Regions from separate parts of the Mus musculus genome. Here all the other regions are linked to region 5. The links are chromatin contacts, called in public promoter capture Hi-C maps. All regions are on one chromosome and are shown on one strand. The core of a region is the stretch at or near the end of the contact, and the rest is flanking DNA. Distances in the headings are between cores, read along the strand shown.

The links. Promoter capture Hi-C pulls out the DNA fragments that hold promoters and counts their contacts.
Region 1: a promoter capture Hi-C map of liver shows a contact between it and region 5, with 3 times the contacts expected there. The contact joins the promoter of Cib1 here to the promoter of Whamm in region 5. A contact is called at or near these places in 1 of 39 promoter capture datasets (liver) and 1 of 484 Hi-C or Micro-C datasets (B cells).
Region 2: a contact with region 5 is called in a promoter capture Hi-C map of liver, with 2.8 times the contacts expected there. The contact joins the promoter of Vps33b here to the promoter of Whamm in region 5.
Region 3: a contact with region 5 is called in a promoter capture Hi-C map of liver, with 4 times the contacts expected there. The contact joins the promoter of Wdr93 here to the promoter of Whamm in region 5. A contact is called at or near these places in 3 of 39 promoter capture datasets (liver and pre-B cells) and 1 of 9 other capture datasets (liver).
Region 4: a promoter capture Hi-C map of pre-B cells shows a contact between it and region 5. The contact joins the promoter of Ticrr here to the promoter of Whamm in region 5. A contact is called at or near these places in 2 of 39 promoter capture datasets (neutrophils and pre-B cells) and 2 of 9 other capture datasets (adipose tissue and liver).

The regions. Positions count from the first base shown.
Region 1 is chr7:80,231,465-80,234,164 of GRCm38.p6, reverse strand. It overlaps Cib1 (calcium and integrin binding 1 (calmyrin)), which reads left to right and starts at 1,360. Exons shown (of 7, transcript NM_011870.5): 1 at 1,360-1,655; 2 at 1,787-1,821. The coding sequence starts at 1,605. It overlaps Gdpgp1 (GDP-D-glucose phosphorylase 1), which reads right to left and starts at 1,272. Exons shown (of 2, transcript NM_178752.3): 1 at 960-1,272.
Region 2 is chr7:80,268,313-80,271,012 of GRCm38.p6, reverse strand. It overlaps Vps33b (vacuolar protein sorting 33B), which reads right to left and starts at 1,358. Exons shown (of 23, transcript NM_178070.4): 1 at 934-1,358. The coding sequence starts at 1,029.
Region 3 is chr7:79,741,631-79,744,407 of GRCm38.p6, reverse strand. Wdr93 (WD repeat domain 93) reads right to left here and starts at 1,259. Exons shown (of 18, transcript NM_001381990.1): 1 at 1,171-1,259. It overlaps Pex11a (peroxisomal biogenesis factor 11 alpha), which reads left to right and starts at 1,277. Exons shown (of 3, transcript NM_011068.2): 1 at 1,277-1,498. The coding sequence starts at 1,443.
Region 4 is chr7:79,658,873-79,661,572 of GRCm38.p6, reverse strand. Ticrr (TOPBP1-interacting checkpoint and replication regulator) reads right to left here and starts at 1,377. Exons shown (of 22, transcript NM_029835.1): 1 at 571-1,377. The coding sequence starts at 1,233.
Region 5 is chr7:81,569,886-81,572,585 of GRCm38.p6, reverse strand. It overlaps Whamm (WAS protein homolog associated with actin, golgi membranes and microtubules), which reads right to left and starts at 1,294. Exons shown (of 10, transcript NM_001004185.3): 1 at 677-1,294. The coding sequence starts at 1,264.

The sequences.
Region 1 (2,700 bases), core at 111-2,610, 1.3 Mb after region 5:
GGCTGATCAACAGCGGCAGCTGTCCCCAAGGATGCATCTCTGCAGTCCCAAGCCGGTGCTGGGTTCCTAGAGAGCTGTTGGTCTTCAATCTGAGTTGGCAGCTGGAACACTATGATTCTAATGTCATTAAAGGAAATCCTTAGTGGCAGGTACAGGATAGAGACTTATCAGCAAGCCAAGGCAAACAGGCCAAAAGCCATCTTCCGTTTCCGTTTGGTACGGGTTGCCACCTGAGCGCACTGCCGCAGTAGATTTTCGCACTTCAAATAAACTGATCAAGAAAATCCCTCTGCTCAGGGGTTTCTATGAGGTAAGACCCTGAGTGGACCAGGAAAGCAAGCCATAGCCCCTGGGCTTTGCGGTAGAGCCTGCACCTCTCCTGGAGGCTAAAGAAGGAGCAGAGAGAAAGAAGCATGAGAAGCAAGGTTTACAGTCTCCTACCCAGAGGGTATGGAACATCTAGCTGGACTGGCCGGATGAAGGACCAGACTTCTCTAGGAATGAATACCAGTCCAGTACGAAGTTAAAATATTCTCAAATAAATTGTAATTGACTTGGCCCTGTTGTGCCAGGTGACGAAGCAAAAAAAAAAAAAAAAAAGAAAAAAGAAAATCCCTCACAGGAGTGTCAAGCTGTTTCCCTTCTCCTTGACTCCAGATCCAACCAAGTTGACCACCCAGATCACAAAATCCACATTTCCTCCTCCGGAAGCTTGGAATCTTCACTTTTTCACACAGTGTAAATATGTTCATACTTGCATCTGATTATTATTTGAGAGGAGAGAAGGGCAAATCTTGGTTCCTACAGCTGGAAGCTCGCAATTTGTGGGAGGAATCAAAGGAGGCACCCCAGCTGTGACGATAAAACAGCAGGAGGGACCTGTGGACAGAACTGACCTCTAAATACCGGAGTCCGGACACATCACTGAAATTGAACCTGTTTGTAAAATGGAAGCCTACCTTGCTAACTGTTCCACGAATGGGCGATAACTGCACAATCCAGTAAACACCTTCAAGAGCCACTTCAAGAGGAAGCTAAGCTTCTTCTGGAAGAATTGGCACGGTGGCAGAGGCTGCAGCTCTTGTCCCGTGAGACAGTCTAGGACTGACCCTATCCGCAGAGGGGCACCGGATCTCCTCCAGCCCGGGAGCGAGTATGGAGGTTACCCGCCTCCACCCAGAGCTGGGGTCTTCTGCACTTGATTTAGGTGAGGCGGATGCATCTCAAGGCTCAGTGCACAGACGGGTCCCGGAACTCAGCAAACGCGTGAAGACCGCGACGCAGGCGCAGTCTGCATCACGTGCGCATGGCTCGTTCCGCCCCGCCCACTAGAAGGCGGGGCCACGAGGCCTGGGCCCCGCCCCGATGCGTCCGGCTCCTCCCCGGGCCCTCCCTCCAGCTCTCCTGGGCCCGCGGGGAGCCGGGAGCCGGCCCGCTGAGCGGCGCTAAGGGTGGCGGGGCACTGTAGGCAGGGGCGGGCCCGGGGGCGGAGGCCAGGCAGCGGTTGCTACGGGGACTGGGCGGGGACGCGGCCCCGAGGACGGAAGTGAGAAAGTTGCCGGCGTCCCGGGGAGAGTTGGCCTAGCTGTGCGCGCACCGCGGCGATGGGAGGTTCGGGCAGTCGCCTGTCTAAGGAGCTGCTGGCCGAGTACCAGGTGCGCGGGGCGCCAGTTCTCGCGGAGCTCGCGTGCGAGCCCGCGCAGGGGAGTGGGGTTCGGGGAACAGGTGGCGGGGCGGCCGTGGCTTTCGGGCGGCTTGCAGACCCTTGTCTGGATTTGCCTTTCAGGACCTGACGTTCCTGACCAAGCAGGAGATCCTCCTGTGAGTGCTGCCCTGACCCCGGTCCTCCAACTCGGGATTGCCAGGGGAGGGCTTTGCGGGTACTTTTCTCGCGGGATACGGATTGGACGTCTCACCTCCGAGGGTGGGGCTGTGCTTCTGGGATGTCAGGATCACTGGATCTGGAGTCGGAGGCTCAGAGTGCAAGTCCCACCCGCTCCAGAGCCTCACCTTTGCACCACGCAAACACTTCTGTGTATCCAGGAAAAGTTGAACTGTTTGAGCTCCTCTAGCCTCCTCACTGCCGAGCTTCCTGCTCGCTTCTAAAAGGAACTGCTGTGACTCTTTGCGGACTTTGCCCTCTGGCAAAACCAAGAGGTCTTGTACGTGGCTCGCTCCAATCCCAACTTTACCTGTTTAATTCAGTAACCGTTAACGTTTACTGAACCCTTACTCTGCCCAGTAGCTCCTGAGTGATCCACACATTACTTCAGGAGGAGGTTACAGATCAAGGAATCAGGTTCAGAGAGTTCTGAGAACTTGACTATAAAGCACACTATAAGTGATTTGCTGGCCAGAGCGCTTGAGTTAGGTTCCTAGCCCCACAATGAAATTCTACTGGGAAAGAGGTGGTGGCTGAGAGGAGTCTCTGGAGTGGAGGTAACATGTGTTTTTGTTACTGTAATGTTAGAGTCCAGGTACTTGGCCCACACAGGCAGTCCTAACCAGCTAGGCTGTGCTACCTGTCCTCAGTAGGCCAAGGAAAGGGACAATATTGAAAAGCAGAGAAACGAAATGTATCCAATGTGGCCATACTGGGAAAAAAAAAAAGCTAAGAATGGACATGACCGCTCCTCCCCCCATCTTTAAGTCAATCTTCATGTCCAGCTGATGTGAGGTTTATATTTAAATAAAGGGCAA
Region 2 (2,700 bases), core at 109-2,608, 1.3 Mb after region 5:
TTTTGTAAGCTTTTACTACTTTAATCAGTATTCTCTGAACTAGCCTGCTGTCCAATTGCTCTTCGTTACAAACCACTATGGCAAACATTGCTTCACACTACAAATGGGTGTGGGTCTTCAGCCTGCTGTGTAATTTGTTTGTTTGGGTTTGATTTTTGTTGTTTGTTTGTTTTTCAAGACAGGGTTTTTCTATGTAGCCCTGGCTGTCCTGGAACTCACTCTGTAGATCAGGCTGGCCTCAAACTCAGAGATCTGCCTGCCTCTGCCTGTGAAGGAATGAATGCACTGGGATTAAAGGTGTGTACGACCACCCTTTCTTTCCCATGGGGAACAATGGATGAAACCGAGAACCCTGCCTGGGCAATTGTCTAACCACTGAACTTTATTTCCAACCTACAGTGTAACTTCTGTTAGCTCTTTCCTCTGCTCATGCACCGGTCCTTCCCTGCTAGGCTTCCCATCTAGCAGCCCAACTGCCTGAATGTGCACGATGTTCCTGCTCCAGAGAAAGCATGTCTATTCTTCAAACTCTAGATCTCAGGAAACTCTTAGATCGCCCCAGCTGTTGTTTATTCTAAACTTTTCCGGAAGTCTAGAATTCACTTACCATCCAGCACCCTTTAGGGGTCATTATTTCATAGGGCATCTCCTGGAATGTAACTAGTGACAGAGGTATTTCAACTGTATTTCCATCTCCAGTGATGCCTGGCACAAGTGTGTCTTTTTCATTTGCACAGAGGCTGGCAATTTCCATTTATTCTCTGGCCAGGTCTCAAGCAACTGTTACTACTCTGGTTTTTCCTGTTGACCGCCCCATTTTGGATCTGTCTCAGAAGCTCAAAGAAAAAAAACCAAGGGACTCAGCAAGGAAGAAGTCACATTGAGGGCCACACTGTTGACGCAGTAAAGGCGCCGGCCACGGCAGGCACTGACCTGTTCTAGCAGATAGATGAGCTGGTCCCGAGCCAGCCTCTTGAGCATAGAGAAGTCGGGAAGCTCAGGGGCGTCCAGCCGATGGGGAAAAGCCATGGCAGCGGTCACCTGAGCCACCGTGTGAGAGCAGCAGAATTCTCCCTGTTCTGCAAAGGCCGGCGACAGCCCAAGGTGTTACTGCAGGCTGGTACCCCGCTTGCCTGGGCTCTGGATCCCAGGACCCCCAAGGGGCCCTCGCTCCTCTGCCGTACTCGACGGATGAATGACCGACCACCTCCCGGACGGACGGCCACAGGCTCAGGCGACTCTCCTTGGAGACCTATAGTCACTGGTCCCGCCCGAGTCCACTCAGCCTGTCAGCAGGATTCCCAACGACATCCGCACACTCGGCAGCGTGCCGGGGAACCCCGCCTCCTACCCAGAGAAAAGCCACTTCCTAGACATCCCGGAAGTCCGGGTCTCCCAGTTAGCGATTAGAGCACTAGAAGGGGACGGCGGCCGGGAAGGGACATTTGAAAACGGGAGTGAATCTTTTCACAGGTTTACTTTGTGTGAATGTGAGCGGTGTGTGTGTTTGAAACCTAGTCTGCAGAGCACAGTGTGTGTGTGTGTGTGTGTGTGTGTGAGAGAGAGAGAGAGAGAGAGAGAGAGAAACCTAGTCTACAGAGCGCTGATTGCTGGAGTCTCAGCTGTTAATTTAGTCTCCAACTATTCAGTCCTTAGCTTCCTGGTAATAGAAGGTAAGCGAGCAGTGTAAAGAGGAATGAATGTGTTAGACTATGAAAGTTAAGGCTTGCCAGCTGTAACCCTTGGCTATTGGAGTTCGATTTGTTAATGGCCATTATGGAAGAAATGAATAAGCTTGTGGCACAATCATGCTACAAAACAACTGTACAAATTAAAGAGGCAAAATACAGAAGTAGTCAGCTGGTAGTGGTGCACGCCTTTAATCCCAGCCATTGGGAGGCAGAGGAAGGTGAATCTCTAAGTTTGAGGCCAGCCTGTCCTACAGAGTGCGCTCCTGGACTACCAGGACCACACAGAGAAACCCTGTCTAGAAAAACCAAAACAAAAATCAAAAACAAGCAAAAACACAGAAACACATCTATATAGTGTTGTTTACATAGAATTTGTTTATGAAACAAGGTCACAATATGTAGGCCATGCTGTCTATTGCAGATAGGAGCTGACTGGGGAAATCAATAAATGAAATAATGGGAGAAAGGGTGAGGTATAATACTTTGTTGTTTAAAAAAGAAAGAAAACAAAGGCAGTCTGTCATCTTGGTGGGTGTCTGTAAACCCAACCCTTCGAAGCAGAGAGAGGGATCAGGAGTTCTCGGCTACTCTGGTCTCCACAGAAAGTTGAGGGAAGCTGGGGTACAGCTCAGTGAATGAAAGGGTGGAGACTAGAGTTTGGATCCCCAGCACCCACAAACATGCTAAGGGGGTGTGACATCAGCTCAGTAACTTCAGCACTCCAAAGTCAGAGGCTGGGGATCCCTCAGGCAAGCTGTCTAGCTAGACTAACCTAATCACCTGGCTCTGGGTTCATCAGAAAACCCTGACTCAAAAGGTTAGCTGGAGAGCTAGCAAGGACTCCACCCCAACCTCTGGCCAACCCCTTCCCTGCCTCCCCAACTCCCACTCCCTCAAAGCAGAAACTCACCTGGGACAAATGACCCAGCTTCTAAAAATAACTAGCAAAGAGGAAAAGATGTGAGAGGTGAGACTTAAGGTATAGGAAATATATTGAGGCCAGGTATAG
Region 3 (2,777 bases), core at 10-2,509, 1.8 Mb after region 5:
TGTGTACTTTACTTCGGGCCTGCAAGTGTTAGGGGCAGGCCCGAAGCAGGGAATAGAGAAAAGTAGGCGACCCGATTTCACAGACACACCGAGCAAGCTTATAAATTTCCTTTCAAGGAGCAGCTTGCAGAGCTTCCACCAGAGACTCTGGGTTTTCTCACATGCTGTCCGCACGCTGCTCCCACCCTTTCACCAAGCTGCTGCTTGGGAACCTCCATTGTAAAAAGCACGGCTTTCTCTTTTCCTCCTCTTCTTCATCTCTCTATTCTTGGAAGCTACTGAGATTCACAGTTTGCCCTGTTGTCTTTTTTTTTTTCTTTCAAGCTGGCAGTAAAATCGCCCTCCAGTTTCAATCTGCAACTATTTCTTTTTTTTTTTTTTTTTTTTTTTTTTTTTTTTTACTAGCCCACAATAGGGAGCCTTGCTGTCCGCAGTAACAAGTTAGAGCATTAGGAAAGCCTGCCAGCTGAGGGAGGACCATGTATTGTGCATTATTGTACAGTTAATGTGGCCCAGGTCCCTGCAGGGATCAGTGAGCGTAGCTCAGCTGGCTAGAGAGGCGTCACTGAGGGGTCCTGGCCCACAAGCTTTCAGAGAAGCCTAGGAACTCACATGTTACCCCATCCTTAGAAAAGCACCTCTGGGGCATCCCCTAAGAAGGTTGGGTGACGAGACTGAGGCTGTGTTTCAGCAGGATATTCCCACCCAAGCCATCAGAGTCATTGCTGGAATAATATCATAAAGGGGTAGGGTAAACAGAAAGACAGGGGAGAGGTAATGAGGCGAGGAAGGAGGGAGAAGCGGTGAAAAGAAGAAAATTACTAAGTGGGGCTCCATCTTCAAACGCCACAGAACCAACGATCAGCGGTGCAATGTCACTGATCTCCCTTGCCTGTGCTTTGCTGGTGTGGAGCTTGTAGGATTTCCTCAGGAATCATTTGGTTTTTCAATAATCCTAATAGAAAATTCTCCCACTTTACTCCCACTCTTCTGCTAGAAACACACCCCAGGAACTGACTTAGCTCTGTTGCCTGCATCATAAGGCCTGACACTGGGAAAGGATGCGGCCTGCAGCCTGAGAAGACCATTTAGCATTCCTGATGGGGTTCATGGGTACCTGGGGACACCTGGACGCCTGAGGCAGGGGAATGACCCACTCAGTGCCTCTACCTGGAAACCAAGACGGGAGAAGGCCACGACCTTGTGAAACTCAGCTCTACTCACAAGTCTTGTGGCTTGGCGTCGCCTTAGTAACTACCACTTCCGGTACTAACCGGAACTCCAAAAGCCGCGTTTCCGAAGGTGTGCCCACCCCCGTGTGGGCGGAGAGACGAAGTCCCACCCACCTGGCAACTAATCTGTTCCCGCTGTCCCCCGGGACCGGCGACGTCCCAGGGGACCCACGAGGGAGCGGGCGCAACGCGTGGCTGTGGGTGGGAGCCATGGACGCCTTCATCCGAGTCGCCAACCAAAGCCAGGGCCGGGACCGACTTTTCAGGTGAGTCAGGTGCTGTCGGCCTCCGCCCCCGTCCCTTCAGGACCCAGGGTTTCTTCTCGGAGAAAGAGGTCACAGCCCGGTAAATCGAGGCACGAGGCCGCGGCCAGCTCCCACTGAGGAGTTGCGAGCCGAGCCCCTCCTCCCTGTGAACCCGGAGGGACTGTGCGTGTCAGCCACCTCGGTGTCTCGGGAGGTGACAGCGGCCCATGAGTGCGATCTCCTAACTTTCCCCAGGAGAGGGAAAGTTCCCAGCCGCTCGACATCTTTCCTAGAGATTTCTTTTCCAGAGAAACTTGGAGCTTCTTTTGTAGCTAAGGAAACAGAACACCTGTAGTTTGGAGCGCTCGTGAAGTCGTAACTCACGGAAAGACAGATTTATCTTCTTTATCTTCATTTTGGTCCAGTCTGCGCCTTGGAGATATCAAGCTGTTAAAAAGCTGCTTTGTAAACTGTAAACTGTACAGCGGACAAAGTGTTTGAACAATACCTCCCAAGTACATAGTGTACTTTCGAAATCACCAATGCGTGTTTAAAACTAATCCTACTTCATTTTTTTTTAAAAGAGAAATTTGAATGCCCCTCGGTGATCATTTAAAAGAAAAGGAAAAGGGGTATGTGTGAAACATAGGAGTTTAATTTAACAACACTTCTTTTCCAGATGTTTAAGTGGTCAACCTCTAAAATTAACTAAGCATACAAGTAAGAAAAGTCCTAATGGTGAGACTTGACTGTACAGAGCCTCCATTGCAGCCCTGAGATACTTTAATATTCTAATTTCACATATAGGGAAACTGAACCAGGAGGCTAGGAAAAACTAATGTGGCCGAGCCAAAAGATGCAGGTCCACATAGTTGACTCCAGCACCAGCCCACCTCTTCACTTAGGCCATGCTGCCTTTCTGTTTAACTTGATAGAGTCTCAGAATGGCTGAGGATTAGCCATGGTTCATTAGAGGTCAACACATATATCATTTCAGTGGTCCCAGAATGTACCCTACACTGTCTTTAATTTAGGATATATGTATTCAGCAAAATTTTATTTCCCAATCTTTCTAAGGAACTATATAACCATGAACAAACAAACCAACTAGCATTCCTAAAATAATGCCCTGTTTTCAGCCACTATTGAACCAAACCTGAGAGAGGAAGCTGTATAACATAAGCAGTGTGAGCCTCTGGTCAGAGAGTGAATTCTATCTCCTGCTCTCACTCTGGCCCTCCTTTTTACTTTATTTAAAACAAACAAACAAGCCGGGCGTGGTGGCGCACGTCTTTAATCC
Region 4 (2,700 bases), core at 128-2,627, 1.9 Mb after region 5:
GACAGGTGTGTCTGGTGTGTCCAACTGGAACACAATAGAGAAAGAGCACAGGCCACAACAACAAAGGGGTTTGCTTTTGTTTTGGAGATGGGGCCTCTCTGCATAGACCTGGATGGAGGCTAGAACTAGAGAGAGACCTGCCTCTCTGCCTCCTGAGGGCTGGGGCGTCATCAGGCCGGGCCAACAACAAAGGTTAAGAGAGGTTTCTACTGCCTCAGAGGGAGAGGATTAGAGGTCCAGGAAGACACAGCAGCACTAGACAAAACAAGCGGCCAAGTCCTGTAGCCTGGCTGAACCAGGCTTCCACCATGCTGGAATACAAGTGCTGTGTAGCAAAACTAAGGACGCAAAAGCACCCAGGTACCAAAGCGCAGAGGCTCTTCCACACTCGGATTTAATAGGTACCCAGAATCTACCCATTTTGTTGGAGGAACGCTGTCCTTTGCGACCCGCAAGGGTTTCCCTCGGAAGGCACACGGGGTTCATTCTGGGTCTGTGGCACTTTACGGAGCCTGACAAGTTCAGCTGTCGGGGAGTTGCGGACCGGATCCAGACTGCTTCTCACCTTACCTTAGATCGCTCGGTGGTGTCCACCCAGTACAAGGTGATATTTCGGGCGATCATAACCTCTTGGACTCTCTTGGGCAACACCTTCTCCATCACCTGCTTGGGGGTGAGCGGCACGCGTTGAGCCTGTGCCTCGCACCCGGACACGAACTGAAGCAGCTCCCTCTGCGAGTGAGGACAGGGCGCCAGGAGGAAGACGGCGTTCCCAAAGCCCCCGAGCGCGGCCTGGGCCTCCCTGGCCTCGCCGTCGGCGTCCAGCAGCCTCCTGCCGCTACTCCGCAGGATCGGCTTGGTGGGCGACGTGATCTCCGGCCGGTCCCACTGGTAGTCGAGCAGCGTCTCCATCAGGGCACCGTGCGTGTGGGTGGCTCTGGGCGTCGGGCCCGGCAGGTGAGCTCCGGGAGGGCGATCCCCCAGCCTGGCCTCCAGCTCCTCCTCGAAGTCCTCCCAGGAGCGGCTCCCCAGCTCGCGGAAGTCGGACACGCGGGAGGGCCGGCTCCGTGCCCCCTGAGAGTCGAAGAACTTGAAGGTCCAGTGGACCCTGGCAAGGCCGAAGCGGCAGCTCAGGTAAGTGAGGAGCCGGAGGGCGGCGCGTCGGGCCGGGCTATGAGGAGCAGAGACGCCCGCTGTGTCCACCAGCAGCATCACTTTGTGACAGCAGGCCATCTCGGCCGCCACGGGACTCCCTCTGCCCGGCCGCGCGTGGCCCTTCCTGAGGTAAAGCACTCTCTTCAGAGAACCAGCGCCATTGCCCGCTTCTCTGAGGCCCTGCTCCGAAGGCTCCCGCGCTCTCCGACAGCTGCAGCTATTGGAGGAGCTGGTACCCAAACTCGGCTCCTATTGGCTGCAGGCTGAACGTAAGTTACGTAAGCACTTCCCTCTTTAACCCTAACTGGAAGGCGTGTGGAAGACCTCCGCTTGATTGGTGGAGGGTGTGGCGGTGGGCGGGGCGCTGAGTTCCGGGAGAAATGTAGTTCTCATTGGCCTGAGCCTTCGTTTTAAAATTTAAAGAGGCGGTACTTCGGGGGCGTGGCGGTGGGCGCGGAAGCCTTCGTTTGGGCTACTGTGCGCAGATGTGAGTGTGAGTGTGAGTGTGAGTGTGTGAGTGTGAGTGTGTGAGTGTGAGTGTGAGTGAGTGTGTGTGTGTGTGTGTGTGTGTGTGTGTGTGTGTGTGTGTGTGTCTGTACACGCGCGCGCGTACGTGAGTGTGTGTGTCGCCTGCGGAAGGCGGGGCGTGTTTACTAGAACCCTGAAGCCTGGGATGTGCACAGTGAGGGGTTTAGGATGCTTGAGTCAAGTTCACTTTAGACTACTCTTAAGTCTTTTAGCCTATGACGGAGGGCTTAATTTTTTTTTTCTGTAAAAGACGAAAGGAACATTTCATAATCCTCAAACTCGAGGGACGGAGGTAGGAGGATCGCAGGTTCCAAGCCAGCAGGGGCTACTTAGCAAGGCTGGAGCATAGTGGAAGGACCTCGGATACTCTATTGTAAAGGTCTGGAAGGCAGGGAAGTGTTTTCGGGAAGAAAGAGAAGTGACAGAAGAGCAATACGGGTCCTAGGTAGGAAAATGTAATATAAAGATACCTAATCAGACGTCTGCAGAGCACCTGGGGAGGCTGTTTTACAAACTAAGGAGTGAACACACCAGAGAGTACGCAAGCCAGTCCAATGGGTGCAGAAAAAAACACTAGAACGTCCGATTTCCAGCACCCGCCTTCTTACAGCTCATCCATTCAGTAGATTAGTGTTTTCTGAAGTCTTGGTTTTGTTTTACTTGTTTTTGTTGTGTGTTTGTTTTTGTGACTTTCTTTTATATTCCAAATTGGCCTCAAACTGTACCTTGTACTTCTCTGATCATCCTGCCTCCACCTTCCTAGTTCTGGGACTGTAGACATGCCCCTGCACCAAACGCAGTTTATGGGGTATTGGGGATCAAACCCAAGACTTCCTGAATGCTGGACAGTCAAGCACTGAACCAACATCTCCAACACTCATTCGTGTCTTCCTCCTCCCCCCTCCCGCTTTCTTTTTAACTTTATTGTATATGGGGGCAGGGAGGTGTTGCTAGGGATGGAACTCCCAGCCTGGCATGTTGTTAGCAAGTATGCTCCCTCTTGGTCTCATCTCTGGC
Region 5 (2,700 bases), core at 45-2,544:
CCAAAAGAGCCTTCTTGTTGTTGCCATTAAAGGCAGATGAGTAAAGCCTCACTCCCCGAGGGCTTTCCATCTGCTTGAAGATAATAATAAAAATCCTTATTGCTTGAAGAAAAAATAATAAAACTATCTTTTAAATGTCATTCATCCTCAGACAGTTTTAGCCATCCCTCATCTTCTCCGGAGAACCCCAAATTGCTTCCACTTAGCTTATGTTTTTATTCCGACGGACATGCCTTGTTTTCAGTTTTACTTTCATATTTCTGGCCTTTCCCATTACAACATCCTGCTCTGCCCAGAACAGGGAAAAGGTGAAGCGCAGAGCCTGGCTCAGAACTGCAAGTAAACTTTTACCTAACCCCAGGACTGGAGAGGCTGAGGCAGAGGAATGTCCTGAGTTCAAAGCCAGCCTGGACCACAGATTGAGACCCTGTTTCAAAAACAAAAACAAACAACCAAAACAACAACAACAACAACAAACCAAGAGAGCCAGGCGGCGCGGAGCCGAACTCTGATAATCCTAGCAGAAAACAAAAACAAAAAAACACAAAACACCACCACCACCGTGTTTCAACTTCAAGGTCCCCACTCTCTCTCAACAGAGGCGCAGGTGCACCAGCGACGCCCGGTGCGCATCACGAGTGTCCCGCGGACCCGCCCTCGGCCCGGGGCCTCATACCTGGTGCAGCCGGGTGGCCGTTTGGCCCAGGCGAGCGCGCAGCGTCCTCTCGCGGAACTCGCTCAGGCCCTCGCAGTCTGCCGAGTCACCCGGGGCCGGGAAGAGCACGTCGCGCACGGTGGCGCCGCCGCATCCTTCGGCCGCCAGGCCCAGGTAGTGCTCCAGCTGCCGGCACAGCTCCTGCAGCGCCGAGTCGCCAGGGTCCGCAGGCGCCGGCCACAGGAGCGGCCACAGGAGGGCCCACAGCCCGCGTCCCAGGCCCCAGCCCGCGCCGCTCGCCGCGTCCAGCTCGGGCGGCAGCGGCGGGAAGCAGGGCTCCAGGGCCGGCCACAGCGCCGCCAGCTGCCGGTGCGCGCCGCGGAACCCGGCGGGCGACAGCACCCCGGCCCAGCTACATCCCCCGTCGCCGGCCTCCCGCCGCTCGCGCCGCCGCCGCTGCGCCGTGCGGTCGTGACAGGTGACGGCGAACTGGCCCTTCGCGGCGTTCCAGGCCACCAGGAAACGCAGCTGATGGCGCTCGGGCTCCGGGAAGAGGTCCTCACGCAGCGGAACCCAGCCATCCAGGCTGTCGGGCTGCTCGCTGTCCATGGCAGCCGCACACCCTTAGACTGCGACAGGCCACGACATTTTCCGGGAGCCGCTACTGTCAGTCAGAGGCGCAGAAGCTCCCGCCCCCTCATTCTGATAGGCTGTGTGAGGGAGGCTGTCTGGAGTTGGTTAAGTGAAAGCCAATGGAAAGTCTTTTCGGGGAGGCGGGACAAAGTCTCCCTTTTACAACACCGGCGAACCTTGAACTCTCTAAGTGAACCAGGCTAGCCTTGAACTCGTAAGAGACCACCCTGCTTCTGTCTCCTGAGTGCTGACATTAAAGGCATACAGCCGCTATGTTCGGCAAAGATTTTATTTTTAAGCCCATGTATACATGGGCAGGACGACATCACACCTTAGTACAGATGCCAGAAGAGGGCGTCATGTCCCCTAGAACTGAATACTCTATGGGGCTGTTAACAGCTTAATGCACTCTCTAAAAATAGTAATTCTTAGCTGCTGAGCCATCTCTCAAGCCCCTATCTTAGTTCTCAACATTACAATGAGAATTTCCCTCAACAGGATCCTATTAAGTATGTGGCTCCTGAAACAAACATACTGGCAAGATCAAACTTCTATTTGAACTCAATATTTACTTACTGAGGGCTCTGGGGTGTCAAAAACTAGATCGCAGACACATTTATTTTTGTCAATATAGTAAACTTACTGAGTATCTGCTGTGTTGTTGGTATATTGAGATGGGGGAGAGGGGGAGTGCCTAAATATTTCTGCTTTCCAAGCCAGTCTATGCCAAGCATCATCCTGACAGCAAGGATTTGAGACCTAGAGAGGGAATTTGTCTACAATATATGTGCACCAAGGCTAAGCAGGATGGCCTCACTACTGAAAGCATGCCGCCGGGGTATTATAACAAGCCAATAGAAAGTGCTGCTGCATTTCCTCACATGAGCCCTAAAGATGCCAGTTCTAAACCTGCAGCCACCTTAGATTCCGAGAACAACAGACAGCCATAAAAACCTTTATGATCTAAGGCAAGGTGAACCTTGAAGAAGAGGTCACACCTGTCCTCAGAAGAAGTGATTATCTATGCTAAAAAGCTGTGCCCTCCAGAGCAAGTAACTATTCCTGGAGATGACAAGACCTGTTGGGAAGGACCTTGAGATGAGGGGCAGCTAAACCACACCTTGGTAAAGAATGCCTGCATATGCATATCTCCTTTTTAAATGCACTTTATTCCTAGGAGAGGATCTTTGTCCATTCTGGCTCCATTGGAGCCTTTCGGCTCAGATGCCAAGCTTTGTCCTTCCTTCAGATTAAAACTGAAATCTTTGTCCTCCTTGTATTTGATCTGTTGGCCTTCACCATCCTAGGCCTTCAGTTTGCTAACCACAGAAGCCTCCATAATCTTATGAGCTAATTCTTCAAAATCAATCTCTCCATTGTGTAAGCATCCTGTTAGTTTATTCCATCTAAAG